Regions from separate parts of the Sus scrofa genome. Here region 2 is linked to region 1. The links are chromatin contacts, called in public HiChIP or PLAC-seq maps. All regions are on one chromosome and are shown on one strand. Each heading gives the region's core, a stretch centred on a gene start, on an enhancer-like site or on the middle of the called end of the contact. The rest is flanking DNA. Distances are from core to core; before and after follow the strand shown. Region 1 overlaps SYTL1 (synaptotagmin-like protein 1). Region 2 has its middle 13 kb from the start of IFI6.

Region 1 (7,202 bases), core at 2,048-4,547:
AAGGCACGGTCACACTGGCCAGCCCGGGTCTCAAGGAACATCCTCCTGGTCCCAGATAATGCAACATCCCCTCCAGTTCTCAGTGGACACCAGAGCTCAGGAAAGGGCAGAGACGTGCCCAAGGCGACCCTGCCATCGGGTCCCCTCAGGGTTCTGCCCCACTCACCGGTGCCCAGGCTGAGGCGTGTGCCCCCCAGTTGGCGACTGGCCAGGGTCCCATGGTCCCACAGGGAGAGCTCGGCACAGGCCTGGCGCAGGTCAGCAGGCTCGAAGCCATCATAAACCATGGTGTGATTGAACATGGGGTTGAGGCTGCGACGCACCACCCTCGTCCGCTGGCGGCTGGCCCGGCTGTCATCAGGCAGCACAGAGCTGTGGGGGAGGCAGGCTGGCATCAAGTGGCCACTCCCTCACACTCCCTGGAACCAACCAGTGACCAGGTCTTACCCATCCTCCCTCACAATGTCCATGTCCTTTGGCTCCTGCCTGAGGTCTGGGCTAAAACCTTGCTACGCTGGGCCTTTGTACCAGCCTTTTCTCAGATCTCTGGCCTTTGAATGTTACAACTCCCATTCACAGGACCCCAGAGTAATGTCTCTGAAATGCGATGCTGCTACTTCACAGCTCCATAACCTTCGCTGCCCCCCCAGACATAGTTTCCAAACTTTTTAAAGCCTTGGCACTCTTTCCACAAGACAAAGTATTGTTCAGAAGTACAAAACCTAAAAAAAAAACGATGTCCCTGGTTGAATCAGGGCTGCAAACTCAGAACCTCATCCACCTACCTCCATTTCACTCTCTGAGGGGAGGGCAGCACCAGGAGGCATCTCTAGAATTCCTTCCCAGCTTACTTTGAAAACCGCTAAACTGCATGTTCAGGACCAAGCCCCACAGCCTGGCTTTCCAGGTCTTCCATGGACGGGCCCCTGGGATCTCCCAGGTCTCAGCCTCAGCTCTTCAACAAGTCCTATAGATGCCCGTCACTGAAATGCAGCTCCTCAAAGGCGTCCTGAACTCTCCTGACCCCAGACCTTTCTCAAGCAGTCCCCTCCACCTCTGTTCAGTGCTGAGGAACCAAAGGTGGGTGATTAGAAGGCGGGAGCTCCGCTACAGGAGACAGGAAGGGAAAAGGGAGGTCCGATGCCCCTATGCCCCTCACCATTGTATGTAAGTATCCAGAGATCCTGAGCGCAGAGGCACAAGGTCCTGAGCCTCCTTCACCCAGAAGTGCAGCTCCCCGCTCGGAGGCAGTCCTGCACCTGCGAGAAGCTCGGCTCAGGCCCTGCCCCAAGGACAGAGCCCCCCACCCTTGCGGGTTGCCCACCTGTCAAGACCCTCCGATTTGGCCACTCGCGGGCGGTCACTCACCCTCGGAGCCGGCGGGGATGTACTTGAGGGACAGAGAGAGCAGCCCGCGGCTGGGAAGGGCATCGGGAGACGGCGGGACCTGCGAGAGGTGGGGTTGTCAGGGGGTGGGGACAAGGTCCCAGGGAAAGGGACTGTAAAGGGGTGGAGTCTCCAGACACCGATGGGGCGTGCCTATCGGGGCGGGGCCTTTGGGGGCGGAGCCCAAGAGAAGGGCTTGAGGAATCTGGGCTCCCCAACAGAATCGGCCGCCGGGGACCAGATCTTTGCGGTGGGCCGGTGAAGTTTCCGGGCTGAGAGAGATCTGTGCCACGGGTCCCCCCACGCGGGCCAGCTGCTCACCCTGGGCTGCAGGGGGAGCCAGGTGGGCTCGGAGTCCCAGTTCCACGTGTCCAGGGGCACTTCTACTTCGCCCAGAAAGATGTTGCGACCCAGGCTTTCGCGGTGCCACACGGATAGGCTCAACACACGGCCCTGGAGCTCAGCCTGCGGGACAGAGTACTGGGGACAGGACGTGCACTTTAATGGAGCAGCGCCGATGGCCCCCGCCTCAGGGCTGCGACAGTGTTGGTTGGGGCTTATCCTAGCACTTTCCTAACCGGAAGGAATCCTGGGGAGCCCTGGAGAGCATTAGAGGGGTCTGGGCCAGCGCCATGCCCCCCTCTAGACGGACGTGGTGGAGAAGCGCTTGAAAGCGAGGGCCTCCCTGCCCTTCCTCCCGCAGAATGGAGGATTGGAGCGACCGGCAGTAACGATGCCATGGCTGCCCCTGCCACTAGGCCTCAGCAGGAAGGGGCGTCCAGTGCATTAATGCGGGGCCACCACGTAGTCGCAGCCTCACCCGGAGAGTCTCGTTGAAGATCGGGTTCAGATTCCGTTTCTTCACTGTTGTCTTGCGCTTGCTCTGCTTATCCGGGAGGAGGTAGCTTTTGACGTAGCTGGAGCGGGGGAGATGAGGACCGGAGGTAAAGGGGGGCCCCTATACCCTAGCAGCCCCTTCCAGAGCCTACGCCCCAGTTCCGGGGCTTCCCCAGTCACGGCCTGGGCAGCTTCGCGTGCCTGGCCTCGTGCAACGCTTCGCAGCAGTGGTCTCACCCAGCCCCCGCGCCTCCCCAGAACGCCATTCCCATTTTGAAGATGAGGAAACTGAGGCCAAGAAAAGCGGTGGGGTTGGGCAATGAGAGCGGCTCCCTCGCGTCCCGCCTCGTCCAGGTCTGGCACTCACGGGTCTGAGCGGCGGCGGCGGGCGGCGGCCAGGCCCTGGCACTGGATCACGTGCACGCGCAGCTCCGCGGCGCCAGGCTCGTAGTGCAGCGCGAAGTGCACGGAGCCGCGCACCTGCACTGCCGCCGCCTCCGCCTCCCCCGACAGGCTCATCTGGCTGCCGCTCAGCTGCCGGCAGAGGGTGGGGAGGTTAGGGCGGGCTGCGGGGCTCACATCGGGGCTGGGGAAGGGGTAGCGCGGTGGGTTTCAAATGGTCCGGGGGATAAAGTGAAGCAGCTTGCCTGGGGGCTGGAGTGGCAGGTCTGGGGGGTGCGGAGGGGTCACACCGGGGCTACGCGTCCGGGTACGGGGAGGGGAGGACTTCCCCCCCCCCCGACCCCAGGCCTCCTCCCTCACCCCCTCACCGTGGAGGAGTTGAGGCTGGACATGGAGGAGCTGCTGCTGAGCATACGGTCCAGTGAGGGGTCAGGCCCCGGGGCCTCCTCCCCATTCTCCAGGATCTCGGACGCCTCCTGGGTCTGAGGAGGGGGGAAGTGAGGGGGGCCCCCTATCCCCGTCCCCCACTCCGCCCCTCCTGCTACCGCTCGCAGCCTCAGAGCAGCGGCACTCCCCACCCGGAGTCCGCTCCGGGTCTTGAGAGCAGCCATGGGCCGTTCCCGCCTACCTGAGCAGGCCTGGGCTGCGGCTCCTCCTCCGCCCCCGACGGCGGCTTTGGCTCCGGGTCCGCCTCCTCCGCGGCTGGGACCTGAACGTCCGCCGGCCCAGGCGCTGGGAGGGGCACAAACTACTTAACGAGCTCCTCCCCTGTCTGCCCCGCCCCTGAGCAAATTTGGAGGGACCGGTTTCCAACCCTGTTTGGGCCCCAGTGCTGCCCTGGAGTCGCCCGCGGAGACCACACCTACCCGCCCCCCCACCCCATGCGGGAGGAGGGAGGGGAACACAGGTGGTGGGGATCACTTAGAGCCGCCTCTGATCCCCGCCACCTCTCTGCGCTCACAGCACACAGCTTCCCACTCACCTTCCTGGGCCGGGGGCTCCTCTTCATTATCTGATGCCTTAGTGGGGACATATGGTGAGGGGAAATCAGGTCCCTGAAAGAAGCAAGGGGAAAAAGTCACAGTGGGGGCTAATGGGAAAGGGTCAAAGGTTATGTTGGGGTCAGGGGTCAGAGGTCAGAGGCTCCAGTTGGCTACTCCAGCTTCGGCTTTTGCACAGTCCTCAGGTCAGAGCTGGCAGCCAGCTGCAGGAGCGGTCTAGCCTGTATGTCACACTCCTGCACCCTTCAGGGCCTGCCCTGCCTGACTCCCAGGGTCTCATTGGTGGGGGACGATAGCATCTGAGTCGGGCCTCGCCCAGCTCAGTCCCCATGCTACCCCTAATAACCAGATTCAGAATTCCCTTTAAAGCCTGGGCCCACATCCATTTGACAGAGGAGGATGACGGAGGCCCAGACCAGGGCCATCTGATTCTCAGGCTGGGGGCTTTCCGCAACCAGGCCACCTCCACTCCCGGGACGCTGTACCTTCATGCTTTAGCCCATTCAGTTACTCATTACTCACCTCAGCCTCGCTGAGACTCTCTTGGGGGGCCTTGTCTATGGGGAGCCTGAGAGGAGGGAGAGGTGGTTGTCAGGAATGGGACCCAGGTGACTGGCAGGCACCCTCTACTCCCTGCCATGCCTCCTCACCTGGGCTCCAGCGCCTCTTCGGTCTCTTTCCCAGCAGCCTCAGCCTCCCCATTGCTGCCCCGAGCCTGGTCTCCTGTGCCCAAGTGAGAAGTTCCATGAACCCCGGTTCTCAGGAGGTCTGACACTTGGAGATGCCCACCCACCTCCCCGTAGCGCATGGAGGGGTGGTGCCCACCCAAAGTCACACTGTACGAGGGGCAACTGGAACTGAAACAAGGGGCCCTCTTTCCTTGTTCATATACACCCACTGCCCTGAACTCCATGGGACCTGCCCCACTCTGGGGATCTCGTCTCACCCCTGGAGCCCTTCTTTCTGCGGATGGAGGCTCGGACTAGGTCAGAACCCAGGTGGGTGTGGTGGTGCCTCTGGGAGCGTGCTTCCTGGAACCAGTCCCCTGTTAGGATCTTCAGCTGCCCAGGGTCTTCCAGTGATGCCCGGAGCTTTCTGAAGGATGGGGGAGGGCGTGGTTATCACCACTCATGCAATCAACATTCTTGCCACCCACTCTGCCAGGCCCTGTACCTGGGGCCAGGGATACAACAGCAAATCAGACTTGATTCCTGCTTTGGAAGAGCTTAGGTTGGTGAGAAGACTGAGTCAGGAATAGACAAGTGCACTATGGTGAGTATGAGCCATGATGTAAGTGAGAGGGTCAGCTTTGCCTGTAAGAATCCTGGAGGGCTTCCTAGAGGAGGAGACATTTGAATTGCTTCTTCGTCTTTTTCTTTTTTTTTCCCTTGATCTTTTTACAGTCCCATCCACAGCATATGGAAGTTCCCAGGCTAGGGGTCGAATCTCGAATTGGAGCTGTAGCTGCCGGCCTACATGACAACCACAGCAACATGGGACCTGAGCTACCTCTGCAACCTATACCACAGCTCATGGCAATGCCGGATTCGTAAACCCACTGATCAAGGCCAGGGATCAAACCCTCGTCCTCATGGATACTAGTCCGATTTGTTACTGCTGAGCCACTGCTGAGGGTATTAAGGGCAGATCTGAATTGCTTCTTAAAGGACCAATTGGAGTTCTCAGGTAGAGAAAAAGAATAATTATTATTAATTGACTGTGCATAATCTTTCCTAATGTTAAAAGGTAGGGCTCTTTCACCCCATTTTACAGATGAGGAGAATGGTGCTGGGGAGGCCCAAGATTACAAGCTAGGAGGTATCTGTCTGTCCCCAATCACTACTTGTAAGTCCCATGCTTCTCTGCCACTATGCTCTTCCAGGAAGGAGGAACAGTATAGAAGTGGAGAGGGGGAGTTACCATTGTGGCACAGCGGAAATGAATCTGACTAGGAACCACGAGGTTGTAGGTTCGATCCCTGGCCTGGCTCAGTGGGTTAAGGATCCGGCGTTGCCGTGAGCTGTGGTGTAGGCCAGCAGCAACAGCTCCGATTGGACCCTTAGCCTGGGAACCTCCACATGCCATGGGTGTGGCCCTATAAAGACAAAAAAAAAGAGACCCAAAGGAAAAAAAAAGTGAAGAGGGAATTCAGGGACCCGAGTGGCTGAAGTGGACATTTTGCGTATGTGTGTCAGGGGGTGGGGCTCACTAGTGGCAGATGAGATGGAGAGGCTAGCAGGGACCAACCAGGGAGGTTTGTGGGCCGTGTTGAGGAGCTTGCTCTTGACTGGAGATGCTGAGGAACCGTGGGAGGTTTCAGGAGAGGGTATTAAGGGCAGATCTGGAGTGCTCCAGCTGCAGCATGGCAGGTGGACTGGAAAGGGTGAGCCTGGAGCCAGGGAGGCTGGCAAGGGGACTGGTGCAGCCACCTAAGAGAGGTGATGAGCCAAATTGGCCAAGGGCTGAGGGGACCAGGGAGCCAAACCAAGACCTACCCAGATAGAAAGGTTTCAGGCTGCATACTGGTAGGTGGCAGGGTGGAGGCCACCCAAGCCCCCAGTACCTGCGGCCCCTTCCTCCTGAGCTCCCCGGCTCTGCCTTACCTGACCCGTCCCTCCTCCAGCTGCCGTAGGTGGGCATCTCGCTTCAGGACCTCAGCAATGGCTTCCTGTTCCTCCTCCGTCAGGAAGCTGAGGTCCAGTAACCCATCAGCCTCAGGCTCTGGCTCATGTGCCATGAGGAGGCCAGGCAGGACCCGGAGCCCCTCTTGAGATGGGTGGCCCCTCTGGGGCATCAGCTGGGGCGGTGCCCCCGCTGGGCACACGTGGCTCCCTGGGGGCAGACCAAGGGTCAGATCAAGTCCTGCCCATATACAGTGCACATCCTGGAGTGAAATGCCCTTTTCTGCCCAAATAGCCACCCCCCTGGTAGGCAGGGTACAAGCCCAGGAAAGCTGGGATCAAGGTGGCATGAGATGCACTCATGGACATGTGCAAACCGAGGCCCAGGGACATCTTAAGGACACACTCGAAGAAATATACAGAGACATACGGGCACACACATGGATACATGTAGATAACAGTTATCCATGGTGAGCACACCTGGTCACACACACACAAACACACTGACACTTGTACAAGAACAGGCCTACTCACAGCTGGTCCCCCATAAAGGCTCCTACCCATGTGTCCTGACCAAGAGATGCACCTGACACATCTATACACCCACATACAGGCAAGTGCACACAAGGGAGACACAGACCCACAGATGGGTCCACCTGCCCAAGAATAAGCCTAGGGACAAAGACAGGTGTCTACATATATACAAATCACGCAGACTTTTGCACACACATACTGCATCCCCTAAACTGGATCGTGAGCTCCTTGAAGGTAGGAACAGGGCCTCACCCCCAAAGCCAGAGCTTTGCACACAACAGATGGTTGGTAAAAGTTGGACGAGATAAATGCAGAAATACTCGACACATACGCCCACACAGGAAATGCACACACACAAACACACAGCCAGACGCCCCAGGCACACACATAACTGCTCACCCCCAGGCCCCCGGGAATCTCT
Region 2 (7,202 bases), core at 2,387-4,886, 280 kb before region 1:
ACAGACACTAGAGACCAAAATGAATCAGCCCCCCCGCATGCTCTGTAGCAGGAGCTCCTGAAGCTCACAGGGGCAGTCAACCCTGAGCCTTCCAGCAGGGCCTGCCCCCTCCTCCCCTTCCAGGCCCTCGCATCTCCGGAACTCCCGAGTACAGCATTCAAGACCCTCTGCAGTCAGGTCTCACTTCTAGGCCCACAGCCTAGATTTAAAGGTAATGAGCACAGGGATTTAAAGGTAATGAGCGGATGGAGTACCCGTCGTGGCTCAGTGGTTAACGAATCCAACTAGGAACCATGAGGTTGAGGGTTCAATCCCTGGCCTTGCTCAGTGGGTTAAGAATCCGGCGTTGCCGTGAGCTGGGGTGTAGGTCGCAGACGCGGCTTGGATCTCGAGTTGCTGTGGCTCTGGTGTAGGCCGGTGGCTACAGCTCCGATTAGATTAGACCCCTAGCCTGGGAATCTCCATATGCCACAGGAGCGGCCCTAGAAAAGGCAAAAAAAAAAGAAATAAAAAATAAAGGTAATGAGTGGAGCACTCCACACACACACTTCTTGTCTGGGCAGCAGATGGCGTTGCCAGGAACAAGGCATCCTTGGACCCAGGCTTGGGGGGCTGGGCCAGCTGAGGGCCCGGGTCAGCAGTAGCTGGAGGGAGATGTGGCAGAGGAGGCTTGTGGCTTCCTGTGAAGAACTGAAGAGCCACTTCCTTTAAGCAGATGGCTGTGGGGGAGGGGCAGAAGACTAGGGGGCATGGGCTTCCTGGCCCAGGGGGAGAGGCCCAGAGCAGCCTTCTATTTCCTTTCTCTCTGGGGTCTCCATGGAGCAGACAGGCAGAGTTACACCTTTCCCATGTGCTGTAAAGCTACAGAGAGGAGAGATTCGAGGCAGCTCATCTGTACAAGTAAAGAAATGAAGTCTTGGTTAGGAAGGAAGCAGGCCCAAAGGCACCTCCAGGTAGGTATGCAAAAACCTAGACCAGAGCTTCGCTCAAAGGCCTCCCCCCCCCTCCCCCCCCCCCCCGCCTTCCAATGACCTTCCTTCCTCACTCTGGGGTCTCTATTCAAATGTCGTCTACTCCAAGAAACCCTCCTTGACCGCTATTTCCTCATTCATCTCTACCATGGTGGGAATTACGGGGCCTCAAAACCTACCGGTACCTGTGTTTCACCCACAGAGATTACGATTTAACTGGTCTGGGGGGAGCCTGGGCTTTGGAAGTTAAAAAAAAAATTCCCCTGGAGTTCCCATCCTGGTGCTGTGGAAACGAATCCAACTAGGAACCATGAGGTTGCAGGTTCAATCCCTGGCCTTGCCCAGTGGGTTAAGGATCCCGGTGTTGCTGTGAGCTTTGGTGTAGGTCTCAGACGTGGCTGGGATCTGGTGTTGCTGTGGCTGTGGTGTAGGCTGGCAGCTGTAGCTCCAATTAGACCCCTAACCTGGGAACCTCTATATGCCTCAAGTGCGGCCCTAAAAAGAAAAAGAAAAAAAAAATCTCCTGGTGATTCTTTTATTTATTTATTTATTTATTTATTTATTTATTCTAATGTAAAGACAGACAAGTGTGGGAACACTGTGCTAACATATCATCCTGTTTTAATTTTCTGCATGAGACCGGTAAAGAAATGGAGCCTTGGTTGCTCCAAGAAGCAGACCCACACGCTCAGCCCCAAATACTCAAGTCCAGCTTCAGAACCCAGTCCCAAACACCCAGATCCAAGGTTTTATATGTATGAACTCATTTAATCCTATAATCCTCTTAAGTGTTATTAGGATCCTTGTTTTACAGAAAAGAAGTCAAGGCAGAGGGAAGTCAAATCACTTCCCCAAAGGCAAACAACTGGCAAGTGACAGGCCAGGATTCGAACCCAGTCCGTCTCACTAGGACACTGCCTGGCACCTAGAGAGGAATCTACAAAAAACTGGCCAATTGAGGAACTTAATTTTAAACTCCTTTGGCCTCATGCATCCTCCCTCACCACACTCAGTTGAGCAACCAGGCAGCCTGTAGATTCTATTTTCTAATTATTTCTTGAGTCTGTTCACGAGTTTCCACCCACATGTCCCCCCTTCTCACCATCTAACTCACTACCCTCAAGCCCAGAGGACATCTACAAGTTCCTCCTAATGGGTGCTTCAGTGTTCACTCTTTTTTTTTTTCATTTTTTTTATTACTCAAATGAATTTATCACATCTGTAGTTGTATAATGATCATAACAATCTGATTTCACAGGATTTCCATCCCACAGCCCAGGCACATCCCCCCAGTGTTCACTCTTGTCTATTCTCCACATACAGCCAGGAAGATATGAAAAAAAGTAGATCAAGTGACACTTCCCACCCCACAGGCTCAAACCACCCAGTGGCTGTCCATCACTTAGAATAAAATTCTACTTCCTTACTCTGGCCTTTGAGGTATTTAATAATCCCCTCCCCCAACTCTGTTCCAGCCATGCTGGCCTCTTTTCCCTTCCCAGAACCCTCCAAGTGCCTGCCAAGCTCAACGGCTTTCCACAAGCTCTTTCCTTTGCCTGGAACACTTTTGTTGCTTCAGGAGTCAGCTGGAATGTAACTTCTCCAGAGACCCGAGCCCCCACTCTAAATTAAACACTCCGTTATTCCAGCAGCCTGTACCTTATGTTCCTAGAATTGATCACGGTTGTAATAAAAGCATGATTGGTGTAAGCATTTGTTACTGTCAGACCTGCTCACTAGACTCCCAGCACAAGCACGGGGCTCATCGTTATTTATCTCCAGCACCCAGCGCAGCACCTGGCACACAGCAAGTGCCCAATAGCTTTGGTTGAGTGGAGAGACAGACAGATGGACAGCTGGGTGGACAGACAAATGGGTGGATGACCTGAATGAGTGAATGACTATATTTTAAAATTTAGAAAACTATGGAGTTCCCGTCTTGGCGCAGCGGAAATGAATCCAACTAGGGACCATGGGGTTGCGAGATCGATCCCTGACCTCGCTCAGTGGGTTAAGGATCCGGCCTTGCCATGATCTGTGGTGTAAGTCGCAGACACGGCTGGGATCTGGTGTTGCTGTGGCTCTGGCGCAGGCCGGTAGCAACATCTCCAATTAGACCCCTAGCCTGGGAACCTCCATATGCCGCGGGTGCGACCCTAAAAAGACAAAAAATAAAATAAAATTTAGAAAACTATTCACCTGGCTGTGCTTCTCAGGCCAGTTATAAAGTGCTCTATTCACCCGGGAGTTATTTTCACCCTTCGAAAGGCCCCACCCACTGGCCCTCAAAGGCCTTTCCCAGGCCGGGCCACTGGGCGGGGTTTCCGGGGCCGGATGCGTGACGTCACCAAAGTAGGTGTGCCCTGGATCAGCCTCTGCTTCCTGATTGGCGGGCGCCGGACAGCGGCCCCACTCTCTGCCGCTGCCGTCGGAGTAGAAGCCGTGGGAGCGAGGCTCGTGAACCTGACAAGGCGTCCTCGTGGACCGCGTCAAGGTGGTCCGCAGTCGTACCAGCTTCAGCTTGTCGGGGTCCCCGGGGGACATGTTCACTTAGCGCTGAGCGTTTGGCCTCGCTCTCGCTGTTCTGCTGGAAGATAGGACAGTGGAAGGGGCCTGCGCTGCGGCTGTACCGCTTTCCGCAGCGGGCTGGGTCGAGAACCGGTAACCAAACCTTGACGTGCTCACATAGGCGCGGCTATTTCGGGCCTCTGACCTCGGCGAGGAAAGTCCTAGAAACACAGCCCCACACTCCTTCTCACTCTTCTGGACACGCTTCACCTTTTCCCCCCACCCCAAACTCAGACCTCCAAAGAGCTATGGGGCGAGGAGTAGCCCTGGACTCCTATTGCCTCATTCAGACCCCATGCCAGCCCTGTAAAACAGGAGATGCTATTCCCATTTTACAGATGCACAAACTGGGGTTCCTGGATGAATGCTATTTACCCAAGGTCACACAGTGAGATAGTGGCCCCCAGGCCAAACTTCAAAGCCCAACGTCTTTCTTGTACCCCTCTTGTCTACCTGTCCTGCTACCAGGCCCCTTTTGCCTGAAGCATCTTGAGGTCCTGAAGGTCCCACGGCTCCTGTTCCACACAGCTGGATGCCACCCCACTGGGGCCTCAGCAGCTGTGCCTGGGCAGCAGCTAAGGGCTGGTTGTATGCTGGGAGTCACCTCTTTCTTCTGTGCTTGCTCACTCCCCCAAACTAGGGAGGACCCTAGACCAAAATTAGGCAGTGGCCAAGGAGCATTCTGGTAGCCACCAAGCCCCTGAAACTGGGCTGGGCCACTTATTTGCTGTATGACCTTGAGAGGCTTCCTTTCTCAGAACCTCAATTTATCATCTGTAAAGGGGGCATAATATCCTTCTGCAGGGCCCCGGTGTGCTGGAATTCAGGAAAGCTGCTCTTCTCTCCCTCTCAGGCCTCCTCACCCTTGAACCCTCTCACCTTGAGGAACGGAGCCCCCTCTCCAGGGTCCCTGTGATGTCAGAACTTCAGCAAAACCTGCACATAGCCTGGTCCTTGATGGGGATCACGTCCTGGGTTGGGCAGGCACCAGGTTGGAGGGGGCACAGCTTACCCAGCTTCAGCCCCTTTGGTCTCCATCTCTGCTGAGGAGCCGGCTGTCTCTACTATCTGTGGCCTTTGCAGAGCCATTCCCCAAGGGACCCTGCCTCTCCTGCCTCCTTCTATTGTCCTCCCCTCCCTTCTTCCTCCCACAAATGTTTATCCATGCCTACCCTGTGCATATGTTACTGAATAAGCCGGGAGGTCCTTGCAAAGGAGGAAATTGACAAGGAAACCAAGTTATAATTCATTCACCCATCCCCAATCCTGCTGCCCTCCCTGGTTCTGCCCTCCCCAGTGCAGTCTGCTCTCCACACTGCAGCTTGAGCCATCCTGATAAAAGGGAGGTCAGAACATGTCACTCTTATGCTCAGTCCCCTCCCACGACTCCCCATCCCAGAGGAAAAGCCAGCGTCCTTGCTGTGACCTGCAAGGCCTGCATGATCTACCTCATCGCCTCCCACTCTCCCCTCTGAGAGCTCCATTCTGGCTGCAGTGGCTGCCTTGCTGTTTTTCAACATGCCAAGCATGCTCCTGCTTCCAAGCTTTGCATTTGCCCTTGGTGCTGCTAGGAATGCTTCCTTAGATATCCAGGTGGCCTCTCTCCCCTCACTCAGGTGTCTCCACCTCATCCAAGGGCCTTCCCTTGCTGCCCATCTAAATACTACTTTCTATTTCCCTTCTGTCCTTTTATCTGCACTACCAATTGACATGTAATTATTTGCTTACTGTGTGTTCCCCTACAGAAGTATAAGTCCCATGAAATCTACAATTCCCCACCTCTCAGGGGAAAAATGGGGTAGGAGAGAAAAGAATGCCAGGAAACTATGAAAAAAGAAAAGGCATCACTAACCATACTACCATAGATAATAATATTTAAAGCCTCAATAATTTTTTTTTTTTTGTCTTTTTAGGGCCATACCCGTGGCATATGGAGGATCCCAGGCTAGGGGTCAAGTCAGAGCTAAAACTGCCAGCCTACACCACAGCCACAGCAACACCAGATCCTCAACCCACTGAGCAAGGCCAGGGATCGAACCTGTGACCTCATGGATACTAGTCAGATTTGTTTCCGCTGAGCCACAGTGGGAATTCCAAAGCCTCAATAATTAAACCAACTTGATTTGGGGAGTTCCCATTGTGGCTCAGTGGGTTAAGAAACTGACAAGTATCCATGAGGATGTGGGTTTGATCCCTGGCCTCAGTCAGTGGGCTAAGGATCCGGTGTTGCCATGAGTTGGACTTAGGTTGTAGATGCAGCTCGGATCCCACATTGCTGTGGCTGTGGTGTAGGCTGGCAGCTACAGCTCTGTTTCAGTTCCTAGCCCGGGGAACTTCCATATACCAGGGGTGTGGCCCTAAAAAGAAAAAAGAGGAGTTCCTGTCATGCCGCAGCAGAAATGAATCCGACTAGAAACCATGAGGTTGCGGGTTCGATCCCTAGCCTCGCTCGGTGGGTTAAGGGTCCAGTGTTGCCATGAGCTCTGGTGTAGATCTCAGACGAGGCTCGGATCTGGCGTTGCTGTGGCTATGTCACAGGCCGGCAGCTACAGACAGCTCCGATTCAGCCCCTATCCTGGGAACCTCCATAGGCTCCACAGGTGCAGCCCTAAAAAGAAAAAAGAAAAAAAAGAAAACAATTAATTTGGTGCAGGAAGAGACAAAGGAATGGGCTGGGCTAGGATGTTCAGAAATAGACAGGAGAATTTAGTATTTGATAAAGGTGGTCTCAAAGAAAAGAATGGACTCCAGTAAGTAGTGCTAGGACAACTAGGTAGCTAATTGTTTCACTGGGGGGAAAATGAGATCTCTTCCTCACATAAAGCATTAAGCTCCAAAGGGATCAAAGATTTAAATGCTAAAAAAATAAATAAATAAAAGCAATAAAGGAAAACATGGGAGAAACTATAATCTCATAGTGGAAAAAGACTATCTATACTCAAAAATAAAAAAGCCATTAGAAAATATTGATTAAAGTTACCTGTATTAAAATTTTAAAAATTTGCATGGAAAAATCATATAAGTCAATTTGTAAGATGAATGATAAACTAGAGAGATGAATAATACACTAGAGGAAGATATTTACAACTCAAATCACAGACAAAGGGTCATCTGTCTATAAAAAATTCCTGGAAATCCATTAAATCCATTAAAAGGACCAAAAATCTAGTATAAACAGGTATAAGGTATGAATTGACTGTTCCCAGAAAAGTAAATACAAATGGCCCTTCTTTTGGCTGCATGCTCAGCATGCAGAAGTCCTGGGTCAGGGATTGAATCCCTACCACGGCAGTAACTGTAGCCACCACAGTGACAGTGCTGGATGCGCGCTGAGCCACCGGGGAATTCCACAAATGGCTTTTATTTATTTATTTATTTAGCTTTCTAGGGCTGCACCCTCGGCATATGGAAGTTCCCAGGCTGGGGGTCAAATCGGAGTTACAGCCACCAGCCTACACCACAGCCACAGCAACACAGGATCTGAGCCGTGTCTGTAACCTACACCATAGTTCATGGCAACACCAGATCCTTAACCCACTGATTGAGGCCAGGGATTGAACACACATCCTCATGGATCCTAGTCAGGTTCATTAATCACTGAGCCACAAAGGGAACTCCCGCAAATGGCTTTTAAACATTTGGAAAGAAGATCAAACTTTTTCA

The links. HiChIP or PLAC-seq counts read pairs in DNA pulled down with a chosen protein or histone mark.
Region 2: a contact with region 1 is called in an H3K27ac HiChIP or PLAC-seq map of alveolar macrophages. The contact joins two enhancer-like sites. A contact is called at or near these places in 1 of 5 promoter capture datasets (fetal skeletal muscle), 1 of 47 Hi-C or Micro-C datasets (embryonic fibroblasts) and 1 of 2 datasets of contacts at active chromatin or transcription factors (alveolar macrophages).

What each region holds. Positions count from the first base shown.
Region 1 is chr6:84,565,751-84,572,952 of Sscrofa11.1, reverse strand. SYTL1 (synaptotagmin-like protein 1) reads right to left here. Exons shown (of 14, transcript XM_021095638.1): 2 at 6,230-6,458; 3 at 4,573-4,721; 4 at 4,277-4,349; 5 at 4,149-4,194; 6 at 3,608-3,680; 7 at 3,254-3,357; 8 at 2,994-3,107; 9 at 2,591-2,757; 10 at 2,207-2,303; 11 at 1,708-1,866; 12 at 1,369-1,447; 13 at 167-372. The coding sequence starts at 6,420. Among named protein-coding and RNA genes, the nearest start is that of SYTL1, 8.4 kb to the right of the region's middle. Within about 2 kb of position 3,297, at least 42 of the 83 cell types and tissues checked have an H3K27ac peak or open chromatin away from gene starts, as enhancers often do. A contact at or near this core is called in alveolar macrophages, where this site is marked.
Region 2 is chr6:84,841,710-84,848,911 of Sscrofa11.1, reverse strand. No RefSeq gene overlaps it. Among named protein-coding and RNA genes, the nearest start is that of IFI6, 13 kb to the left of the region's middle. Within about 2 kb of position 3,636, at least 61 of the 83 cell types and tissues checked have an H3K27ac peak or open chromatin away from gene starts, as enhancers often do. A contact at or near this core is called in alveolar macrophages, where this site is marked.